3 separate regions of the Mus musculus genome follow, and regions 2 and 3 are each linked to region 1. Evidence: chromatin contacts called from public HiChIP or PLAC-seq and promoter capture Hi-C data. All regions are on one chromosome and are shown on one strand. Each heading gives the region's core, a stretch centred on a gene start, on an enhancer-like site or on the middle of the called end of the contact. The rest is flanking DNA. Distances are from core to core; before and after follow the strand shown. Region 1 holds the start of Ubald2 (UBA-like domain containing 2). Region 2 holds the start of Trim47 (tripartite motif-containing 47). Region 3 holds the start of Unk (unkempt family zinc finger).

The links. Promoter capture Hi-C pulls out the DNA fragments that hold promoters and counts their contacts. HiChIP or PLAC-seq counts read pairs in DNA pulled down with a chosen protein or histone mark.
Region 2: a FOXA1 HiChIP or PLAC-seq map of pancreatic cancer cells shows a contact between it and region 1. The contact joins the promoter of Trim47 here to the promoter of Ubald2 in region 1. A contact is called at or near these places in 5 of 39 promoter capture datasets (the HPC-7 cell line, the SN4741 cell line, cranial neural crest and 2 more), 1 of 15 datasets of contacts at CTCF or cohesin (large pre-B cells), 6 of 484 Hi-C or Micro-C datasets (the CH12 cell line, the G1E-ER4 cell line, cerebellum and 2 more), 12 of 115 datasets of contacts at active chromatin or transcription factors (the HPC-7 cell line, bone marrow-derived macrophages, embryonic basal ganglia and 5 more) and 2 of 9 other capture datasets (adipose tissue and embryonic stem cells).
Region 3: a promoter capture Hi-C map of pre-B cells shows a contact between it and region 1, with 6 times the contacts expected there. The contact joins the promoter of Unk here to the promoter of Ubald2 in region 1. A contact is called at or near these places in 21 of 39 promoter capture datasets (the 3T3-L1 cell line, 3T3-L1-derived adipocytes, the C10 cell line and 15 more), 9 of 484 Hi-C or Micro-C datasets (CD8 T cells, the HPC-7 cell line, Th1 cells and 5 more), 11 of 115 datasets of contacts at active chromatin or transcription factors (astrocytes, embryonic basal ganglia, embryonic brain and 5 more) and 3 of 9 other capture datasets (adipose tissue, embryonic stem cells and liver).

What each region holds. Positions count from the first base shown.
Region 1 is chr11:116,432,654-116,435,531 of GRCm38.p6, reverse strand. Ubald2 (UBA-like domain containing 2) reads right to left here and starts at 1,438. Exons shown (of 3, transcript NM_176902.3): 1 at 1,104-1,438; 2 at 911-973. The coding sequence starts at 1,223.
Region 2 is chr11:116,108,664-116,111,551 of GRCm38.p6, reverse strand. Trim47 (tripartite motif-containing 47) reads left to right here and starts at 1,317. Exons shown (of 6, transcript NM_172570.5): 1 at 1,317-2,018. The coding sequence starts at 1,332.
Region 3 is chr11:116,028,800-116,031,707 of GRCm38.p6, reverse strand. It overlaps Unk (unkempt family zinc finger), which reads right to left and starts at 1,392. Exons shown (of 16, transcript NM_172569.4): 1 at 1,217-1,392. The coding sequence starts at 1,320.

The DNA of each region.
Region 1 (2,878 bases), core at 189-2,688:
GCAGATCTCTTAGGGAATAATGTTTTACCACCCCTCTCCTGGGCTCAGGCCCTCCTACACGTTTGGAGCTAATAGCTAACTAGGAGTTAGAGCAGAGAAGGGATGTGCCTGGCCTCAGGAAAGCAGGGTACCCACTGGCCAGAGGGCAAAGGCTCTAGCCTGGAGCCAAGTTGGAAGAGGACAAATCCAGGCTCCAAGAACTATTTCCTGGACTGTTTTGTTTCTTAACATACTGAGATTAAAAGAAATTCTTGGCCTCACCTTAGGTATATAAATCTGTATATCCTCCATAAAGGTTATGTTCCCTGGAGGCTTTGGAAGGGCCAGCCTACCTTTGTGGGTAGAGTTGGACTTCCGGAGCCAGGGTGGATCTATCCCTCCCCTGCTTCCTGCAGCACTGGGTGGGTGGGTGGTGTGTGTGTGTGTGTGTGTGTGCACACGGCTGTGTTTGTTGCACCAAGACACAAATCCCTACCTCAGTCGTGTGTGTGTGTGTGTGTGTGTGTGTGTTTTGCATCAAGACACAAATCCCTCAGTCCCCCACCACCCCGAAGTCCCCAAAGGTCTGGTTATCCTCGAGCCCCTTCCCCATCCTCTGCTATCAGAATCGCAACATCCTGCTGGAAGCCGTCTTCCCTTCCTTCTACCCCCACCTCCCCAACACCAAGGCCCTTACACCCAGGGCACAGCGCCCAGCACAGGGCCTCAGGCCCCGATCCAGCGGCCTGGAGGCGGGTCCCAAAGTTGGGCGAGCCAGCGCCGGCCTGGGAGCGCTCTTTCCTGGAAGACATTTTGGCTCTTTGTTTACATTCGCGGCGCGCCGCTCCCCGGCAACATGGCTGTCACCGGCGCGGCTGACAGCGACCCTGCCGCACCGAGCGCCCCCTCCGCGGCCCTGGGGAACACTTACCATCTGCGGGTGGTGGTGGCTGTTGGGAATGTTGCTTTCTTGAAAGAACGTGCTTAGGGCGGTCTGCGGACAAAATACGGGACGCAGCGGCGTGAGCGAGGCCTGGCCGCCCCGGCCCCCCCCCCCCCCGCCGCGGCCCCCCTACGCGGCCCCCGGCTCCCACGCGCGCTCCCGACCCCGGCCCGGTGCACACCTCGAACTGCCAGTGCGCCGCTTGCAGCAGCTGCTGCGCCTGATCGGCCGCGCAGCCCGCGGCCAGCACGAACTGGTTGATCATGACCTGGTGCCGCAGCTCGTCCGTGTTCACCGACATGGCGCTGGGCGGCCGCCCCGGGCTCACGCTCGCAGCTCCGCCGCCGCCCGGCGAATGTTGTGGTTCGGCTCGCGCGGCCGCGCCGACGCCGCAAACAACAGCGCGGGGCGGGGCCGCCAGGCCCAACGTTCGGGGGCCGTGAGCCGACGCCGCTGATTGGCCCACGCGCAGCCCAGCCAGCCGCCGGCTCCCACACGGACGTTCGATTCGAATCCTGCGGCGGGCCCGGCCGCTCTGTTTCTCTCCTCGCCTGGCCGCGCCCATTGGCGGAGTCGGTGCCGCGGGGGCACCCCGGCATTGGCCAGCCTCCGTGTTTTGGCTCCTCCGAGTTGGTGGTTGGCTGGGGCCGCCATCGGGAGGCGGGGCGTGATGCGCTGATTGGCCTACCGTAGGCCTGTTTGAACTCAACTCGAAAACCCTGACCGCGTTCTGATTGGTGGAGGTCATCAGTGTTTGCTGTTGTAGGCGTGGGGGTGGTGCTGGCCAAGTTCATTCATTACTTCATTGAAACTGAACATGCTCAGCTGGAAAAGCAAGACGGAGTGGCTTTGACTCATTTCCTCTGAAAGATGTGGTCATCTCGAGAAACAGAACGATCAAAATAGAAAACACACAGAACCTTCGCAGCTACTCGACTCTCAAGAGTATTTAAATTTTTAAATAGCTTCTAAACAGTCTCTCTTAAAAAAAAAAGAAAAGAAAAAGAAAACTTTTGAAACATGGCAGACAGATCCTGGGTTCAATTTCTTAACACCACAAAACAAAACAAAACAAAACAACACAAAAGAACCAGGCGTAGTGACCACATGGTTTTAATTTCAGGGCTCAGTGGGAGGTAGAGGCATTCGGATAGCTCTGAGTTCGAGGCCAGTCTTGCCTACATGGTGAGTTAGTTCCAGGACAGCCAGCAGGGCTACATAGAGAAACTCTCCAAACACACACACACACACACACACACACACACACACACACACACACACACACACGGGGGTGGGGGGGAATAGCCAGTGCCAGGGCATGCTTTGCATAATCCAGCCTCGGGGTTTAAAAACCTTATGCTTTAAAAAAAAAAAAAAAAAAAAAAGTACCTGTTTTCAGCATGAAGACATTTTCTTTGTCATTATTCCCTGATCAAGAGGACATTGATACATCTATTCACATGAAACTTACATTGTATTGGGTATTAAAGTGACCTAAAGATGATTTAAGGTACACAAGATGGTGAAGTTGGCTGGTAGGAAAAAATGACACATGGTATAAGAGCCCCACTTATCCAAGGATTCTAGACCATGGGGAGCGGGCAGGAACTGTTTCCACCCTGATCTGGAGGATCGGATTGGGAATTTACTGTGAAGGCTCCTGTTTCAGGAAGACATATACTGTTTTTCATCAGAACTAATTACAGCGAAGGTTCTAACTAGTTAGGGTGTGCAGAACAGAAGGACAGAACAGAAGAAAGCAAACCTCACTTCTATTTCTTTGCCAGTGAAGGCAGAGGCAGTGAGAGTCGCTTTCCATGGTGTGGGTGTAAAACCAGACTGGGGTTGACAAACTTGGCAGCAAGCGCCTTTACTCACTGAACTCTTTTTATTTTACCTAAAAGGACTAAATGTTCTCTTTAAGAGAACTTGCCCGTTTTTTAGAAAGTATCTAGC
Region 2 (2,888 bases), core at 68-2,567, 320 kb after region 1:
GTAACTATCACATGGGCACATGGATGCTTATTTTTTTATCGAGGGTTGTAACAACACTATTCCACCCACTTTGTTTATTCGTTTGGTTTTGGACACCATGCTCAGCCTTTAACCAGGGGCTAGAATCTAACTCAGGCCCTTACACTTTACCAACTGTGGGCTCCACTCTATAATAATAATAATAATAACAATAATAAGGGCCTGGAGAGATGGCTCAACGGTTAGGAGCACTGACCACATGGTAGCTCACAACCATCTGTAATGGGATCCAGCGCCCTCTTCTGGTGTGTCTGAAGACAGCAACAGTGTGCGCATATAAAATAACTACTAAAATAATTTTGACAATTTGATTCTACATAGTTTAAAGCTTAACATTATTGCATTATTACAATGTCAGTTTACCCGACATGGTGGCCTGCACCTGGAATCTCAATACTGGAGAAGTGGAGGCATGGGAATCAAGGCCAACATAAGCTCTGGGCTAACCAAGGCTATGTAAGAAAGACCTATCCCAGAAACAACACGAAGAAGCCATAAGCCTGTGATCCCAGCACTCAGGAGGCTGAGGCAGGAGGATGAAGAGTTCTAGGTCACTCTGGGCTACATACAGAGACTAAATCTCAAGCACAAGTCCTTGCAACTAGACGCACTGTTCTAAATGCATAGTTGGGCAGGCCTTAACCAGTGTCTCCTTTTGGGGAACTACAGGCACCCGCGAGTATCCATGAACGGAAGTAAATTCCTCAGACAAGGGATTTGTCAAGTGATGTCAGCTTCCCATTTCAGATCTAGACAAGGCTAAGTTCCCCAGCGCGGGTAAACACAGTCGCTAAGAGGTCAAAACAGACACATACCAGCAGTAAGTTTTTCTGTATGTCAGCAACTCAGGGAACTTGGCTAACTGTACCTGGGAGGGGTCTGGAGGGAAAGGCGCTGGCTACATGGCTGTGCACGCCCACCATGGCACCTGGCTGACCAGGATAGAGGATGGAGGATCGAATGTCCTCTCAGCCTCCTCCCCATGAATCCCCTCACATTCTCGCTCCGGGTCCTCTCCTTTTCACAATCCTCTGGCAGTCCCACCGCCTCCGCCCACGCTGGGTAGAAGTCTCAAGAGGGTCGTGCTCCCCTGGAGGGCTGGCCGGCCTCGCGGCGTCTGCTGACCGGTGGGTGCGGCGGTGGCGAGCCGCGCTGGGGCGAGCAGAGCTGCGGAGGGGTAGGAGGGGGCCGGACCCTTGGCCAGGGTCCCAAGGGGCGGTGCCGGGCGCGAACCGTCCCAGGTCCCTCCCAGGCGGGAGCAGCACAGGCGGTGCCCGGGTAGCGGCGGAGCCATGGACGGCAGCGGGCCTTTCAGCTGCCCCATCTGCCTGGAACCGCTCCGGGAGCCGGTGACACTACCCTGCGGCCACAACTTCTGCCTCGCTTGCCTGGGCGCTCTCTGGCCGCACCGGAGCGCGGGCGGCACCGGTGGTTCCGGAGGTCCAGCTCGCTGTCCACTTTGTCAGGAGCCTTTCCCCGACGGCCTGCAGCTCCGCAAGAACCACACGCTGTCCGAGTTGCTGCAGCTCCGCCAGGGCTCGGTCCCGGGACCCATGTCCGCCCCGGCTTCAGGATCGACCCGGGGCGCCACGCCCGAGCCCTCCGCGCCCAGCGCACCACCTCCGGCTCCGGAACCATCGGCTCCCTGCGCGCCGGAGCAGTGGCCCGCGGGTGAGGAGCCGGTGCGCTGCGACGCGTGCCCCGAGGGCGCCGCCCTGCCCGCCGCGCTCTCTTGCCTCTCCTGCCTCGCCTCCTTCTGCTCCGCGCATCTGGCCCCCCACGAACGCAGCCCCGCCCTGCGCGGCCACCGCCTGGTGCCCCCGCTGCGCCGACTTGAGGAGAGCCTGTGTCCGCGCCACCTGCGGCCTCTGGAGCGCTACTGTCGCGTGGAGCGTGTGTGCCTTTGCGAGGCCTGTGCCACTCAGGACCATCGCGGCCACGAGCTCGTGCCGCTGGAGCAGGAGCGCGCGCTTCAGGAGGTGGGGCACCTTGAGTCGACACGTGGAGATGGGTGACAGGAGGGACACTAGAGCTATTTAGTCCCTCACTCTTATCCGGGTGTGTCTGTTATATATTTGTTTTATCATTATGGCTGTGCACATGGAGATGAAGGAAGCAACTTTGTGGGGTTGGTTCTCTCCTCCTGCCTTTACATGGGCTTCATCTCTCTGACTCAATAGGCTCTGCCTTAGTTTCCTCCTCTAGCCTGAGAATCTTTGCAACCTCTTCCGGTCTACACTGTCATTTGCTGGGGCTGGTGTGGATGGAAAGAGAGTCGGGAGGGACTAGTAAGATGAAAGAGTGGCAAAAAGCCGAGAGAGAGAGAGAGAGAGAGAGAGAGAGAGAGAGAGAGAGAGAGAGAGAGCGCTTTAGCTAGATTAGTGTAAGTGTAAAGCGAGAGAGGGATCCGCATTAGGCCCTCAGAAGCCGTGGGGGTCAGGAGTCGCTGGGTGCGGGCGGGGCCCCGTAGCTGATGCCCTCTTCAATTCAGATTCGTCCTGAATTGAGTCAGCCACTTTGTATGGGTGTGGCGGGCACCAGGAGAGCGACGGAGTTTGGGCTGGTCACACAGATCTCCTCTGTCCGAATGCTCTGGGGCCGTGGGGAGCATGTGCCCAGTGTCCCGCTACCTCCCACCCCCAGTTTCCTTTGGCCTCCATCCCGGTCTTGGCGCCTCTGGCTTTGGGATTTTCCGCCTCTCCTGCCTGGAGCTGTGACTCATTAGAGCCGAGGGATTTGCCCGGAATCCCCATTTTTCAGAGCTGGATTGGGGGTGAAGGCTCTTTTGAGACTAATCCCCAGGACTATTTAGTGTCCTCTTTTCTGGTTCCGTCACGTCACACCCTACC
Region 3 (2,908 bases), core at 143-2,642, 400 kb after region 1:
CCACAGACTCACATACAAATAAACAAATGTAGATGTTTTTCACAGTTCCACTAAGTTTACAAATTTTTGTGTGTGACCAGATAAGTGATGTTATTCTGATGTTAGACCTTCTTATCAAAAGCAATGGCAAGGTTGCAGAGTGAGAGAGAACTCCAGTAAGAAAGGACCAACTGATGACCACCATACTTGAAAGGCTAACCTGAGTTACAGTCAAGTTTGGATGACGTCAGCCAACACTAGTCATTTGAAGAAACCAATACATTTTCTATAACCAATGTTCCCCTGTCCCAACTCCCAAAAGTGTTGAACCAGAGCTGCTTCTGCCTGACTTTAGTTCGGATGCTGCCAGCTCCTGGCTGGACGCTGGAGTGTTGTTCAATCTCTCGGGTTCTGACATTTCCACAGGTTGGGATCTCCTAAACTGGCCCATCACTCAGGCACCCAGTAGGGACACTCCTGGCACACAGCAGGGAACGGAAACCAACAGGGCTTTACAAGAGGAACTACAGCATTGGCCTTTGTCTCACAGAACCTAGGCCTACTGTGACATGACAGCAAGGAAGGCAGGGACCTAAGCTTGTACACATGCAGTTTTTACATTGTGGCAATCTCATTTAGGCCAGTTACGATGAGGCTCCCTTGCCTGCCCGATGCTGAAGGGGTCTGCAACCATTAACACCCCGGATGTCGCTGACTCAAGCTAGACAGTACAGCCTGCACGGAGTGAGCCCATTTCTGCACGTTTGACTGTTTAAGGGAATTCAAGCATGGGTGATCCTCGTGGACAATCTAACAGGCCTTAAAGATACAAAAGGCCTCCGGTGCACAGAGTCTCCTCCCGAGACTTCAAGCAAACAGTCATTTCTAGACAGGTCTCGTGCTGGTTGGTACAGACTTCCACTTGTCATGTCGTGGACTTGTCGGGTTTTATGTCTGAGACCGTCAGGCCTCTGAGGCCTGGCCTGAGAAGTGTGGATTCGGGACCCGCGCTCCTGCCTTTCCGACTCGGAGGCTGGGACCGAGTTTCCCGCCCCACTGCCCGACCAGAGGTTGGTGACAGTTGAAGTAAGCTGGGACCGGTCCCAGCAGGTTGGAACCGGTCTGGGCCGAGCCGGAGGAAGGGGGGGGGGGACAGCCTCGCGCTCTCCCTGCGCGCGTGACTCACGCTGGCCGCTGACGTCAGGCGTGCGCGCGCGGCGGGGGGGGCTCTACGTACGTGTAGTGCTGCGGTTTCTCGGGCTGTGCCTGCAGCACCTGAGCGGTAGCGGCCGGGGGCGCCGAGGAAGCTGCCGAGCCGCCGGGCCCGGGGCCCTTCGACATGGTCCTGTCTTCCTGCCTCTTCGCCGCTCCCCTTTTATTATTCAGTCTGCGCGGTCCGCGCCGAAGACCCACAGCGCCTGCGCCGCGCCACGAGAACGTGAAGACCCCCCGCACAGCAGCAAAGGTTGCTGGGAGTTGTGGTCCTCCTTTCCGGTGAAATTTTACCGTTGGCACAGTGTCGCTGCTAAAGTGCAAGACCACAATACCCAGAGATCTTTGCGGACGGTGTCCCGGATGCTGAGGATCCGCAATGCCTTGTGGTAATTGTAGTCTAGTCACTCTTAACTATTACCTGAGCATTGTCAGTGTGGTCGGAGGTGAACTCTACCTTTAAACTGGATCCTCCGGAGAGCAAGGAACCAGTTAGGGAGGCCTGAAACAACTCCACGGAGAATGTTCCAAATGCAGTGCAGTAATTGCCTTGCCTCCCTACCAGTACAGTTGGCGCACCGTTTCTAAAGTCAGTCTAGAGCATTGCCTCGGAGCCAGCAAGCTAGTCAGCCAATATTTTCATAATATAGTAACCTGTAAATCACCAGAGAAAGTATGCAGGCTAGCAGACAGTTTGAAGAAGCTTTTTATTGTTGTTGCTTTGTTTTGTTTTTAAAAATTACAATACACCATATTGTTCCTGGGCATCATTAACATTTATCAACCCTGAAACCTGGAACCCCTCCACTTGGGCTCCTTCTGAACTCAGTGGTTGGCCCAAATACCTTGTTTCCAGTAGGTTAAGGTCCAAGGGAGAACCTAATCTCTATCTAGAGTAGTCTCTTAGGCACTTTGGTAAATTGTTGAGAAGTATAGTGATAGACTACATGAGAAGGGCCAGGGGCTGAGGAAAAAAAAATGTTCTAGTCCATTCTAGTTCCCTTTTCTGGAAAAAAACCTTTCTGTTCCGGGGAAATGCAAGGCAATTGCCTCACATTTAGGAATATGGTTTTATGAAATGACTTTCTACAGGCTGGATATAGGGGTACATCCTGAGGGAGGAAAGTCACAAGTTCCAGGCCAAGCTAGGCTATGTACTAAAACCCTATCTCAAAAACCAACACGGTGGCATGTATCTCGGTCCCAGCACTCAGGAAGCAACGGAAGGTGGATCTCTGAATTCAAAGCCTGGTGGCATCCGTTGGTAGTTCTAGGTCAGCCAGAGCTGTCAGTCTGTCTAAAAACCCGAACAAGAACAACCAAACAACAACAGGTTGGAGATGAGTAGGGGTAAAGGTGCTTGCTTCCCTAGGCTGCAAACCCAAGTGGGATCTCTGGGACTGATGTACAGGTGGTAGGAGAGAACCCACTCCACGAATAATAATAAAATAATAAAAATGTCCATCATAGATATGTAATACTTCCCATTTGACCTTGTTTTCTATGTTCAATCTATATCAAATTCTTTTTTATTTTTGGTTTGTGAGTACATGTTTGTGGTTTTGAGGCAGGATCTTACTTATGTAGCCCCAGCAGGCTTGAAACTTGATATGTAGATCAGGCTAGACTTGAATTTACATAGACTTGCCTGCCTCTGGCTCCCAAAAGCTGGGATTCCAGGCTTGCACCACCACACTTAGTCAAATCCATTGTTTTC